Regions from separate parts of the Mus musculus genome. Here region 1 is linked to region 2. A link is a contact called in public promoter capture Hi-C data. All regions are on one chromosome and are shown on one strand. Each heading gives the region's core, a stretch centred on a gene start, on an enhancer-like site or on the middle of the called end of the contact. The rest is flanking DNA. Distances are from core to core; before and after follow the strand shown. Region 1 overlaps Gm46038 (a long non-coding RNA gene). Region 2 has its middle 74 kb from the start of Gm29243.

What was found. Promoter capture Hi-C pulls out the DNA fragments that hold promoters and counts their contacts.
Region 1: a promoter capture Hi-C map of hippocampal neurons shows a contact between it and region 2, with 2.5 times the contacts expected there. The contact joins two enhancer-like sites. A contact is called at or near these places in 4 of 39 promoter capture datasets (the 3T3-L1 cell line, hippocampal neurons and stem cell-derived epiblast-like cells), 9 of 484 Hi-C or Micro-C datasets (the AML12 cell line, the C2C12 cell line, the HL-1 cell line and 4 more) and 1 of 115 datasets of contacts at active chromatin or transcription factors (pancreatic cancer cells).

The regions. Positions count from the first base shown.
Region 1 is chr8:34,479,315-34,482,014 of GRCm38.p6, forward strand. All of the region lies in intron 2 of Gm46038 (a long non-coding RNA gene), which reads left to right. Among named protein-coding and RNA genes, the nearest start is that of Gm39160, 7.7 kb to the left of the region's middle. Within about 2 kb of position 1,312, at least 24 of the 459 cell types and tissues checked have an H3K27ac peak or open chromatin away from gene starts, as enhancers often do. A contact at or near this core is called in hippocampal neurons, where this site is marked.
Region 2 is chr8:34,289,437-34,292,136 of GRCm38.p6, forward strand. No RefSeq gene overlaps it. Among named protein-coding and RNA genes, the nearest start is that of Gm29243, 74 kb to the left of the region's middle. Within about 2 kb of position 1,370, at least 2 of the 459 cell types and tissues checked have an H3K27ac peak or open chromatin away from gene starts, as enhancers often do. A contact at or near this core is called in hippocampal neurons, where this site is marked.

The DNA.
Region 1 (2,700 bases), core at 62-2,561, 190 kb after region 2:
AAAATTTGAGTCCAAAGAAAGTTAAAAAAGCTGTGTCTTTTTTAATCTTTTGAAGTTAGAATATAATTACAACATTCCCCACTTCCTTTTCCTCCCTTCAACCCCTCCTCTCCATATACTCTCCACTTGCTTTGGGCTGCCTCTTAATAGAGTAAGTCTGCTGACCGTCCAGGGGGGTCCACTCTATGTGGGGTAACCACATCACATAGTTGGGGAGTCAGCTATAACAGCCATCTAAGAATTATTAGACTCTGATAATAATAGAACAAGCTTTTCCCCCAGTAGCTTGGAGTGCCTGCCTGTGGGGTTCTCAGACGAACTTCTGGGGTAGGTTTTCATCTGTCCCAGGCATGAAGATTCTGATGGTAATAATCCATGGAATTCTTCAAGGGAGGTTCCATGTTAGCACTTCCTTAGTTCCTAATCCTGGGTGAGCCATTCGAATCAAAAGATCCTTATCAAGAGATTGGTATGTTCCCAGTGCAGGCTGGGACATAAAGCCATATAAGGAATAGCTAACTCAGAGATACCTTCAGCTAGGTGGTACACAGAAACCCAGATATCAAAATTCCTTCACCTTGGTTCCTATATGGGCCTATCAGAAATTGCTTTCTTGGTGTCTTAGTTAGGGTTTTACTGCTGTGAACAGACACCATGACCAAGGCAAGTCTTATAAAAAACAACATTTAATTGGGACTGGCTTACATGTTCAGAGGTTCAGTCCATTATCATCAAGGTGGGAGCATGGCAGTATCCAGGCAGGCATGGCGTAGGAGGAGCTGAGAGTTCTATGTCTTCATCCAAAGGCTGCTAGTGGAAGACTGACATCCAGGCAACTAGGGTGAGGATCTTATACCCATACCCACAGTGACACACCCATTCCAACCAGGTCACACCTATTCCAACAAGGCCACACCTTCAGATGGTGCCACTCCCTGGTCCAAGGATATACAAACCATCACACTCGGGTTGCAGGCATTGGAGAGGAATCTGTGATTGGGCAGGGGATCTGGAAGTGGAGAATCCTAGGGAAGAAAGGAGTGGGGGTGGGGTTCCAAATGAAAGTTACCTCTACCCTCTCCATCTGTCCCCTTCTAACCTTGAGAGGAAAACCTGTTGAATTCATTGTCTTTCCCCTACCAACAGTATGCCCTGCCTTTTCTCCACCCTCCCATCCCACCTCCCCTATCTTCAATGCTGACTGGATGTCCCTGTCACCCCAAGCCTCTTTGGGTCGCTTTTAGCAAGCCTGGAGGACTGTTTGACTTGTGTGGATGAGAACACAAGTCACCCAGGCTGTGTGGTGGGTGAAATACCATCTGATTCAGACGTTCCTTCGTGACTTCCTCCCCATCTGACTACTGCCTCCAAACATAGCATAGTGGGGGTGGATCCCAGCCTCTCTCCTGTTCCCTGGGAATGCTGGGATGGAGGCATGGCTTTACCTGCAGGTAACACACACAGGGAGGTTGCTTGTTCCTCTTTAATAAGGAAAAGTGAGCCTGGTTGCGGAGTGGGGATGTCCTTGAATGTCTCCAAACTGTGGGGCATTTGCCCAGGAAGTAAGCATGCCAAGGTTGGTCCAATATGTTTATTGAGTGTGTTTCGTGTAGATTTTCTTCAATTGTCAGTCTATAGACTAGATCAGCCTTTAAGCAAAAAGGGGGGTCAGGTAGAGCATTGAAGGGGTGGTTCTGCTGTGAGCTCATTATTAAATATCTGGTGTATTAGACCCTTTTCCTAAGATCCTTTCCAATTGCTCTTTAAAGAGAACTAAAACATAAATAAAACTTTAGGAAGGACAATAAGTCTTAACTAAGGTGTTGCATCATTTCATGTGACAAAGATAAATGTTAGGAATAAATGTTAGCAGCAAAGGGCTTCCCTCACTGAGGGGTAGGAAGAAGGGAAAGAATGATCTGAAACTCAGATGGGAAAGGGTTCTGACTTGGGTCCTGGAACAGGTAGTCCCACCCCAGCAGAAAGAAAGACTGGCAGTTTTGGATCTTGTTGCCCTAGCACATGAGCACCCTGGGGCCACGGCTTTTCTGAACCTCTCATTTTTCATGTATGGAAAACAAACTTAGAGAGGGTTTTAAACAACCTGCTCTCAACTTCAGATCCTAGACACAAGATCTTAAGCAAAAGTCTCCAGAATCTAGGAGACTGGCCAGCGACACCGTGGACAATAGATGTAGGGCATGGGAGGTCCTCTCACGATGCTCATTTGCTTCTGAGTACTATCCCACCCTGTGGAGAATCAGTATTTGGTAACAGGGTAGGTATTAGTGGTAAGAAATCATGTTAAGAATCCATACCCTTCTGCAATCAGTTCCTACTGCATAATATTAATAGTGTCAGGGATTGGTTCTTGTCCATGGGATGGGTTTCTAGTTGGGCCAGTCATTGGTTGGCTGTTCCTACAGTCTCTGCTCTATCTTTGTCCCTGCATTTCTTGTAGGCAGGGCACATTTTGGGATGGTGTCCTTATCCCTCCAGTAGGGGTCTTGCTTAGCTACAGGAGGTGGCCACTTCAGGCTCCATATCCCCCACTGCTGGGAGCTTCAATTAGTCACCCTCATAGACCCCCTGGAGCGTCCCCCCATCTCGCATGTCCTTGAGATGCTCGCCTCCCCCACCCTAACTGCTGCCAATCTCCATTCATACTCTCCAAGACCTCTCTCCCCACACCCAATTCAC
Region 2 (2,700 bases), core at 120-2,619:
TGTGTGGTACTGTCATTCACCAAGGCTCTTCTCATTATACAAATCCACCATTACCATTTTTCTTTCTGCTCTCAAAATATTGTCAGTGACTAGGTCTTTGTCGACAACCTTCTGATGTCAACTCATCTCTCAGGGGAGGAGTCAGAAGAACTCTTAACGTGGTGACACAGGCAAGGAAACATCTAATGCAGGGACAAACAGCTGAATTCATGACAGACACATATAAGAACATATTCCAATGTTCTTTTTGTGGATTGCATCAAGGCCGTGCTATGTGCTTGTAAATGAGTGGGTAATGAGATGCTTTGATAGGAAGCAGGGCAGTAAGAGACATTGGCATTGACTCAGGCTGGGGCAAAAGAGCAAGAACAAGGATAGAAACATATATCATATATGCGATCAGTATTTCTAAAAAGTTAAGAATTCCTAAAGTAGGAAAATAATGAAGATGCATTCAGTTGATCGATGTCGGCACACTTGCGAGGTAAACTGAGGCTTGACTCAGTCAGCTGCACAGACCATGAGGTCATCATGAGGCAGCCGGATGGTGGAGGCTGAGGGCATGAGGCAGCCAGATAGTGGAGGCTGAGGGAGATGGTGAACATGGCGGCGAACTGCCTAGCCTTGATACAGCGATCACTTGCTTTCCATGCGCCATCGAGGTTTTGGTTGTACTCAGAGTGTTTTCCTGGTGTGAGTAACTGCCTCACCCGGGAAAGCTTTGATTCCTGTTTCCTTGCACCAAATAAATCCCAGAAGGATCAAATGTTTCAATGTAAAAAAATGTGGATCTATAAAAGCATGAGAGCAAAACTCTCAGGAACTAAGAAAAATCTTAGAACCAGGTACAGCTCTGTAGAGCACAGAGTGAGAATTAGAACAGTAAAGGGAAGGAGAGCAGGTTTGCTTACAGCCAAAAAAAAAAAAAAAAAAAAAAAAATGCTTGAAACCAGAGGTAAGATGGTCCGGGAAGAAAATATGGCAACATTTGTAACAAGGCCAGGTAAAGAGGGGACAGAGAGGGAGGCCACTTAAAGAAAGGACAGAGAAGGAGGCCATGTATAGAAAGCATGTTTTGTTCATAAACAAGGATCATGCTCACTGATAGTTAAAGAAAATTCAGGGACTCACTTATTTTGACTCCCATGGGATTGGCAAAGATTAAAATTTGATGATTTCTACCCCCTCCCACCCCCCATCCCCGGTCCACATTTGGCTAAGATCCTTACCAATACCCTGTGCACTGTTTCTCCTGGGAGGACACAAAGGCATGAGCATTTAAAATTAATTTGGCAAAGTATGGCACAACACAATTAATGTTGTAACGATTTAAAATGTTCGATTCTTTGACTCACCATTTCTGCTTTTCTAAATTTATTTTGTAGACAAATGTGCACACATTTCCAAAGCCAGATGTACAGGCTGTTCCCGGCTGCTTCCTAATAGCAAGAAGAACAATAAGGAGACATTACAGAAGCCTAAATGTCCACCCACAGGAAGCATTTATCAAGGAATGTTAGTATACATGCATACATACACACACACACACACACACACACACACACACACACACACACACACACGGAGAGGGAGGGAGGGAGGGAGGAAGGGAGGGAGAGAGAGAGAGAGAGAGAGAGAGAGGTTCACATACTAAACTAGAAAACAAGTTGCAACATAGTAAGTATTTGTGTTAGATTGAGGTCCATGATATTTGAAGTAGACTCTTCAGTAATTACTCTGTTGGTACAATAGGTTGTAGGTTGAGACAGATAGATTACTGCATTTATAGACTTTTAACATTAGAGAATGAAATTAATAATTTATAGACTTTTAACATTAGAGAATGAAATTAATAAACTATTTTAAGAGACATCCATATGTATATGTATATGTATATGTATATGTATATGTATATGTATATGTATATGTATATGTATATGTATATGTATATGTATATGTATATGTATATGTATATGTATATGTATATGATATATATGTATATGATATATATGTATATGATGTATATGTATATTCTTCTTTAGTCAACTTGATACAAGCTAGTGTTATCAAGGAGGAGGAACCTCAGTGAGGAAATGCCTCTATGAAGTTGCCTATAGGCAAGTCTGCAGGGGATTTTTTTTTTTTTAATTAGTAATTGATGTGGGAGGCTGCAGATCACTGTGGATGGTGGCGCCCCGGATGGGTAGTCCTAGGGCATGTAAGAAGCCAAACCAAACTCGCCTAGGATGAGCAAGCCTAAGCAGTAAGCAACCAGTAAGGAACATTTCTTCTGGCTTTTGCTTCACTTCCTGCCTGCTGGTCCTACCCTGACTTCCCTTCAGGAAGACTACAGCTGTAAAATGAAATAAACCCATTCCTCCCCAAGTTGCTTTTGATCATGATCTCTTGTTTGTTTTTGTTCTTTTTGGGACAGGGTTTCCCTGTGTAGCCCTGGCTGTTCTGAAACTTGTTCTGCAGATCAGGCTGACCTGGAATTCCGAGATCTGCCTGCCTCTGCCTTCTGAGTGTTGGGATCAAAGGCGTGCGCCCAGTATTGATCATGACCTTTACCATAGCCATGGAAATCTAAGATAACCTAACCTACCATGAAAAAAAGAGAGAATTTTTTGCCCCATGTATTAGATACCCCCATTTGTATGAGGTGGAGAAATTGAGGGGTACTATACATAAAGGTAAGGC